2 separate regions of the Danio rerio genome follow, and region 1 is linked to region 2. The links are chromatin contacts, called in public Hi-C maps. All regions are on one chromosome and are shown on one strand. Each heading gives the region's core, a stretch centred on a gene start, on an enhancer-like site or on the middle of the called end of the contact. The rest is flanking DNA. Distances are from core to core; before and after follow the strand shown. Region 1 overlaps iqgap2 (IQ motif containing GTPase activating protein 2). Region 2 holds the start of polk (polymerase (DNA directed) kappa).

Region 1 (3,396 bases), core at 746-3,245, 230 kb after region 2:
TGTGTGAATGAGCGTGTATGGGTGTTTCCCAGTGATGGGTTGCAGCTGGAAGGGCGTTTGCTGTTTTAAACATATGCTTTATAAATTGGCGGTTTATTCTGCTGTGGTGATCCCTGATTAATAAAGGGACTAAGCCAAAAAGACAATGAATGAATGAACGAATTAACCATAATAATTAATAGTATAATTATAATATAATATTTCAAATAACAATAATGTATTTTGTTAATATAAATAAAAAAAACATTATACACCATAATTTAAACGTTTAGCTTTTCTAGTAATGAACATATATATTGAAAATAATATTTTATTCATCAAGAGTGTATTTAACTGATCATAAATAACAGTAAAGATTTTATTTCACATTGTTACAAAGGTTTTAGTTTTAAATAACTGCTGTTTCTGAACTTTTTTAAATCAAATTTTCATTTAAAAAATTGTATTTTGTTTTAATAAGATTTTGAAAAATATTATGTACCTGTTTTCAGCTTTGAAAAGACTAGAAAATGTTTTTGATCGACAAACAACATCACTTTAGAATGATGTGTGAACTTTGTAACAACATTGTGTGTGACCCATTGTCGCAGAAAGGCTTGAATTAACTCCACAACAAATACATCAAATAATCATTTGGAAAGTTCTTACTATATTATTTCTCACAAACGTTACGTGAGATCTGCTTCGTTTATGTCTGTCACTGTGCTGTTTATCTGACTTAGCTGGAGATTGAGGCACTCTGACAGTAGGCATGGGCTGGTATAAGATTCTGATGGTATGATTACCTTGGGCGAATATATCACGGTTTTACGGTATTGTTATTACTGGTCTAAAATGTGTTCTTTTTTAATGTTTGCGAAAAAAAACATTTTTTCTCTGTGAATTTTTTGTTTTGTTTTACACCCTAAAAAATAGTTCACAAAGTTAATTTTTCCACATTGAACTCTATATATATATTTAAAGAAACATTTAAAATGTCTCTAACATGTGACGCTGAATAGTTAAATAAATCATTGTTGACTACATCTTTCTTCATTAGATTCTGCTGTCTTCATTCGTTTTCTTCTGGAGATAATTTTTCCCTAATAAACTAAATTATATAGTCTTAACACGCATAAAAATCAAATTTACATATATCGTAGGAACAATTTAACAGAACATTTTTGCAGTTTTAAAACCTTTACTTTTCTAAACCACTATAAAACTTGAAACCGGTTATCGCCCCATCTTACAGGCACGTGGGAACGGTGGGCGGAAAGAACTAGCTCATTTGCATTAAAGGCACAGGCAACAAAAACAGCTACATTGTGTTCAAAGCAGTAGATTTCAATGTTCTGAAAGGTCTAATAAATAATCTAATAGGTGTCTGGAACTGAAAATTTACAGACACATTCTGGAGACACAAAATACTTATCTTAAATCTTGAAAAAGGGGTCAAATAGGTGCCCTTTAAATAATATATATGACATTTGAAATTATTATTATATTTTGAACTGTACTATACTAATATCATCAAAGTATTTTGATCAATAAATATACTAATTATAAAAAAAATATATATCATACTTGCTCAAACTGTGACAACTAATTGCACATTGACATTCAAGCTGTACATTATATTAACAATATATCACAGAGATTTAAGGATGAGCTCTTCTGACAAACCACAACTCAGCGCCTGGTAACCACAAAGCAATACCCTGATGAACCAGTGAGACGCTGAGCACAGATAAGTGTTCATGAGTCAGTTTTAAATAGAAAACCAGGTAATCATTGGTACCTTAATGTATGCAAATTGTAACATTTAGTCACTGGCAGTAGGTCTGCAGCAGAGAATGTGTCTAATGAATGACCATGTGAAGGCTTCTTTTACGGTAAATCATTTATAGTGCTTTCCTGCTTTCTCTCTCTTGTCGAGCGTGTGTGTGTGTGTGTGTGTGTGTGTGTGTGTGTGTGTGTGTGTGTGTGTGTGTGTGTGGGTTGCTTGGCTTCCTCCCTCTGCCTTGCACATGCTCTTCCTTCCTGACCCTGCAGTTCACCCACTCAATAAGACTAGACAACACCAACACTGTGCTCAGAGAAAATCCTGTATCACTCAAACACCATTAAATCACCAACAGCATATGCTCTGTGTTAGCTTTTACCTGTATATGATGCAATAGATTTTCAAATATGATTATATTAAGTAATATTTATGTTTCAAACCAATAAGATTTTTACTCATTTAGATTTTTATTAAAAAAAAAAAAATTGCCAATGAGATTTTATTAAATTTTTTATAATTCATGTATTAATTTAGTCATTTATTTATTTACTCATTTATATATTTATTTGTTTTTTAGTCATTCATTCATTCATTTATATATTTTCATTAAGTAAGTAACTAATTCATTCATTAATTTATTTGTATGTATTATATATTCATATATACATTTTATTCATTCATTTATTAATTTATTTACTCATTTATTTATTTATTTACTCATTCATTTATTATCATTTATTTATTTATTTATTTATTAATTTATTCGTTCACTCATGTTGTATTTACTTTGTATAAACATCTCACTCTTGTATCTTTATTTATTTATTTATTTATTTATTTTGTTTTGTTACTTTTTTGTGATGGATTTGGCTGTGCTCATGAATACTCATAAATTTGCAGTGTATTTCTATTGAAAAGGTACAATTTTGCCTTCATTTCTTTTCATAAATTTTTTTTTTCCACTGGGTGCAAAAAAAGTTATACTCAGGACAAAAAATCCCATATTTCATCCCCGTGTCAATGGGGTAAAAGTAATACACTATTTGTTATAAGGTTTCAATATTGTTGGGAAGGCTTTCAAATTTTAATTATTAAAATAAAGAGTAAAATGTGTCATATTTTGGATTTATTTTTCAGGTTTGACCTTTATAACAAATAAACTATTTCTACTTTTGAGCCGAGCACCACAAGCTAAATGAATTAAAATTATGTTTTATAATTATGGGGTTTGGCTGGTTTGAATATCTGCGTTTGTTTTGTATGAAACTGAACAATTAAATATAAGATGGTTGTATGTTTTTCTGTGGGCTTTTTTTTTTTCAATAGATCCATAAGGGAAGGGTTAAAGAAATGTTTATCAGTTTGGCTCTGAACAATGTAATCGAGCCTGTAGCTGATGAGGAATAGTGACCCACATCTCTTACAACAGTTAATCCACTTAACCCTTGGCCCTACAGGCACTACAAAGGATACGTTCACAACAGACTGTGTCTTTTTCTCCAGCTAGTGATGTTAAGGTCAAAGGTAAAAGAAGCCTTGTTTAGTTTAGCTGTCGTGTATAAACATTCACACTAAACTCTTCAATAATTAATTACTCCTTCATTTGTCCTCAATCAGTGGACAAATAAAAG
Region 2 (3,108 bases), core at 214-2,713:
TCAAATACTTTATATATCATATACAGTAGCATCAGATACCTGTCCTGATGCCAGGGGTTTCATGTATAATTACTTTTATATTAGTTAACATCAGATACCTGTCCTGATCCCAGGGGTTTCATGTATGATCACATTTATATTATATACATTAACATCAGATACCTGTCCTGATCCCAGGGGTTTCATGTATGATCACTTTTATATTATATACAGTAACATCAGATACCTGTCCTGATCCCAGGGGTTTCATGTATGATCACTTTTATATACATTAACATCAGATACCTGTCCTGATCACAGGTGTTTCATGTATGATCACTTTTATATTATATACATTAACATCAGATACCTGTCCTGATCCCAGGTGTTTCATGTATGATCACTTTTATATTATATACAGTAACATCAGATACCTGTCCTGATCCCAGGGGTTTCATGTATGATCACATTTATATTATATACATTAACATCAGATACCTGTCCTGATCTCAGGTGTTTCATGTACGATCACTTTTATATACAGTAACATCAAATACCTGTCCTGATCCCAGGGGTTTCATGTATGATCACTTTTATATTATATACATTAACATCAGATACCTGTCCTGATCTCAGGTGTTTCATGTATGATCACTTTTATATTATATACATTAACATCAGATACCTGTCCTGATCCCAGGTGTTTCATGTATGATCACTTTTATATTATATACATTAACATCAGATACCTGTCCTGATCCCAGGTGTTTCATGTATGATCACTTTTATATTATATACATTAACATCAGATACCTGTCCTGATCTCAGGGGTTTCATGTATGATCACTTTTATATTAGTTAACATCAGATACCTGTCCTGATCCCAGTTGTTTTGTGTATGATGACTTTAAATAAAAATAGAAAATAAATATGAGTTATGTTAATTAACTAAGATCGAGAAAGAAAAATTAACCACGATTTATTACAGAAAATGTGGTATTTATTTGTTTAAACATGACCGAATACCATATTTTTAACTACAAAAACACGGTTAATCTTACCACAACCATTATTATTTGATTTAAAATGGAAGTAGAAAAGCCCAGAGACAGAAAAACGGAGTAAAACGAGGTCAGCCGGTTTTGCTAATGAAATCTTTAAAATATAACATTATAAAAACAAAAAATAACCTGTATGATTGTTTTTTTCCTTCGTTATCCACCGCGGTAGGTTCTTTATCCATTATCATCCTGGTTGAAATGACCGCGCTAAAAAAGAACCTGTACTGCGCATGATCGGTGACCTCTCAGTATTGTTTTTTTTTAAGGGGGCGTTTCCCAAACACCGACCGAGCCACGCCCATTTTACGTCGTGGTAATGAAACCCCTGGAATTTAGTGCATGCCTTTTCATTTTCGGTGTGGATCGCGTTATTCCAGTACAGCAGGGGGCGATGAAGATGTTGATGCGCATGTGCTTCTCTTCAAGAACAAGACCTTTGAAAATGGTGTCTGTTGACAAATAATAACGAACTGCTATACTCTACTTTTTAGTTTTGTAGCATGATTAAGACTTAGTTTGTGTATGTATGTTAATATATACGTGTCGCTACGAGACAAAGGTATATCTCAATCAAAGCCAAATGTTTTTAATGTATTTTATCTGTTTTTTTATATGCAGACAAACTAGCACACACAAAGTTGTGGTCAGAAAAACATCAAACATCCTTTTGACTGCTCTTTGAATAACTGTTGACGCTTAGCATCCATGATAATCTGGCTCGCAGGTTAGTTTGTCCAGTTTATAGAGCTGGATGAAATGAGGCAGCAGTGCGAAAGTGAAAGCAGCAGCAGAAAGATGGAAGATCAACAACATGATCAAAAGGGATCTGGAGCTGATCTGCTCTCCAGGATCGCTCTTAATGATAACAAGGCTGGCATGGAAGGACTGGACAGAGACAAGATCAACAAGATCATTCTGGAAACCTCTAAGGTTGACACTTCTACTTATTGACTGTAGATATACAGTATTATTTATTACTACTAGTACAATGAATACTAGCTCGTATCTATTTTGTATTAATTTAATTTAGTGCATTGTCAATAATAATAGTCATACATGTTTATATATATATATATATATATATATATATATATATATATATATATATCATATGGGGGATAATAATTCTGACTTCAACTGTGTGTATGAATATATATATATATATATATATATATATATATATATATATATATATATATATATATGTAACATTATTGGAATAGCATTATTGTATATATAACATTATTGGAAAAAAACTGATATTGCGATATTTTGTTTTTGTCCGGTTAATATTGCGATATAAATGCTAAAACCATCTGCCAGGTGGATAGGTTAAATAATCTTGTTTTTTACTTTGAAATATAGATATTTGGACTAGACAAAAATCGTTGCATAACTCGTTTAAGTACAGTGATCAAATACATTTCTGAGCTCCTGGTTAACCATAATCCAGACTTCACATTGCATATCTTTGCGATGTGACTATTGCAGATGCGTACATTGCGAATTCGATGCTGAAACAATATATTGTGCAACTCTAATATACATATGCAGTGAAGGTCAGACATATTAGACCCCCCCCCCCCCCACCTTAATAGTTAGCCCCCCCTTAACTTTATCATTATGACAGTAAATAATATTTTACTAGATATTTTTCAAGACACTTCTATACAGCTTAAAGTGACATTTAAAGGGTTAATTAGGTAGATTAGAGTAATTAGGCAGGTTATTGTAAAATGATGTTTGTTCTGTAGACTTTCCAAAAAAATACATAGCTTAAAGGGGCTAATAATGTTGACCTTAAGATGGGTTTTTAAAAAAAAAAATAAAAACAGCTTTTTATTCTAGCCGATATGAAACAAATAAGACTTTCTCCAGAATGAAAAATATTATCAGACATACTGTGACAATATCCTTGCTCTGTTAAACATAATTTGGGAATAATTAAAAAAGAAAAAAAATCAAAGGGGGGCTAATAATTCTGACTTCACCTATATGTGAATGTCACATAGTATTTGTTTACATGATAGCACATTTTACATACTTCTACAAACTATATAGACTACTT

What was found. A called contact is a pair of places that touch in the nucleus more often than the background predicts.
Region 1: a Hi-C map of an unstated tissue shows a contact between it and region 2, with 6 times the contacts expected there. The contact joins the enhancer-like site here to the promoter of polk in region 2. A contact is called at or near these places in 3 of 18 Hi-C or Micro-C datasets (caudal fin, hematopoietic stem cells and an unstated tissue).

The regions. Positions count from the first base shown.
Region 1 is chr5:47,083,621-47,087,016 of GRCz12tu, forward strand. The region is part of intron 5 of iqgap2 (IQ motif containing GTPase activating protein 2); the gene reads left to right. Among named protein-coding and RNA genes, the nearest start is that of f2rl2, 28 kb to the right of the region's middle. Within about 2 kb of position 1,996, at least 24 of the 62 cell types and tissues checked have an H3K27ac peak or open chromatin away from gene starts, as enhancers often do.
Region 2 is chr5:46,854,970-46,858,077 of GRCz12tu, forward strand. polk (polymerase (DNA directed) kappa) reads left to right here and starts at 1,464. Exons shown (of 15, transcript XM_073951385.1): 1 at 1,464-1,560; 2 at 1,659-1,970. The coding sequence starts at 1,797. It also overlaps a transcript of ifngr2 not described here.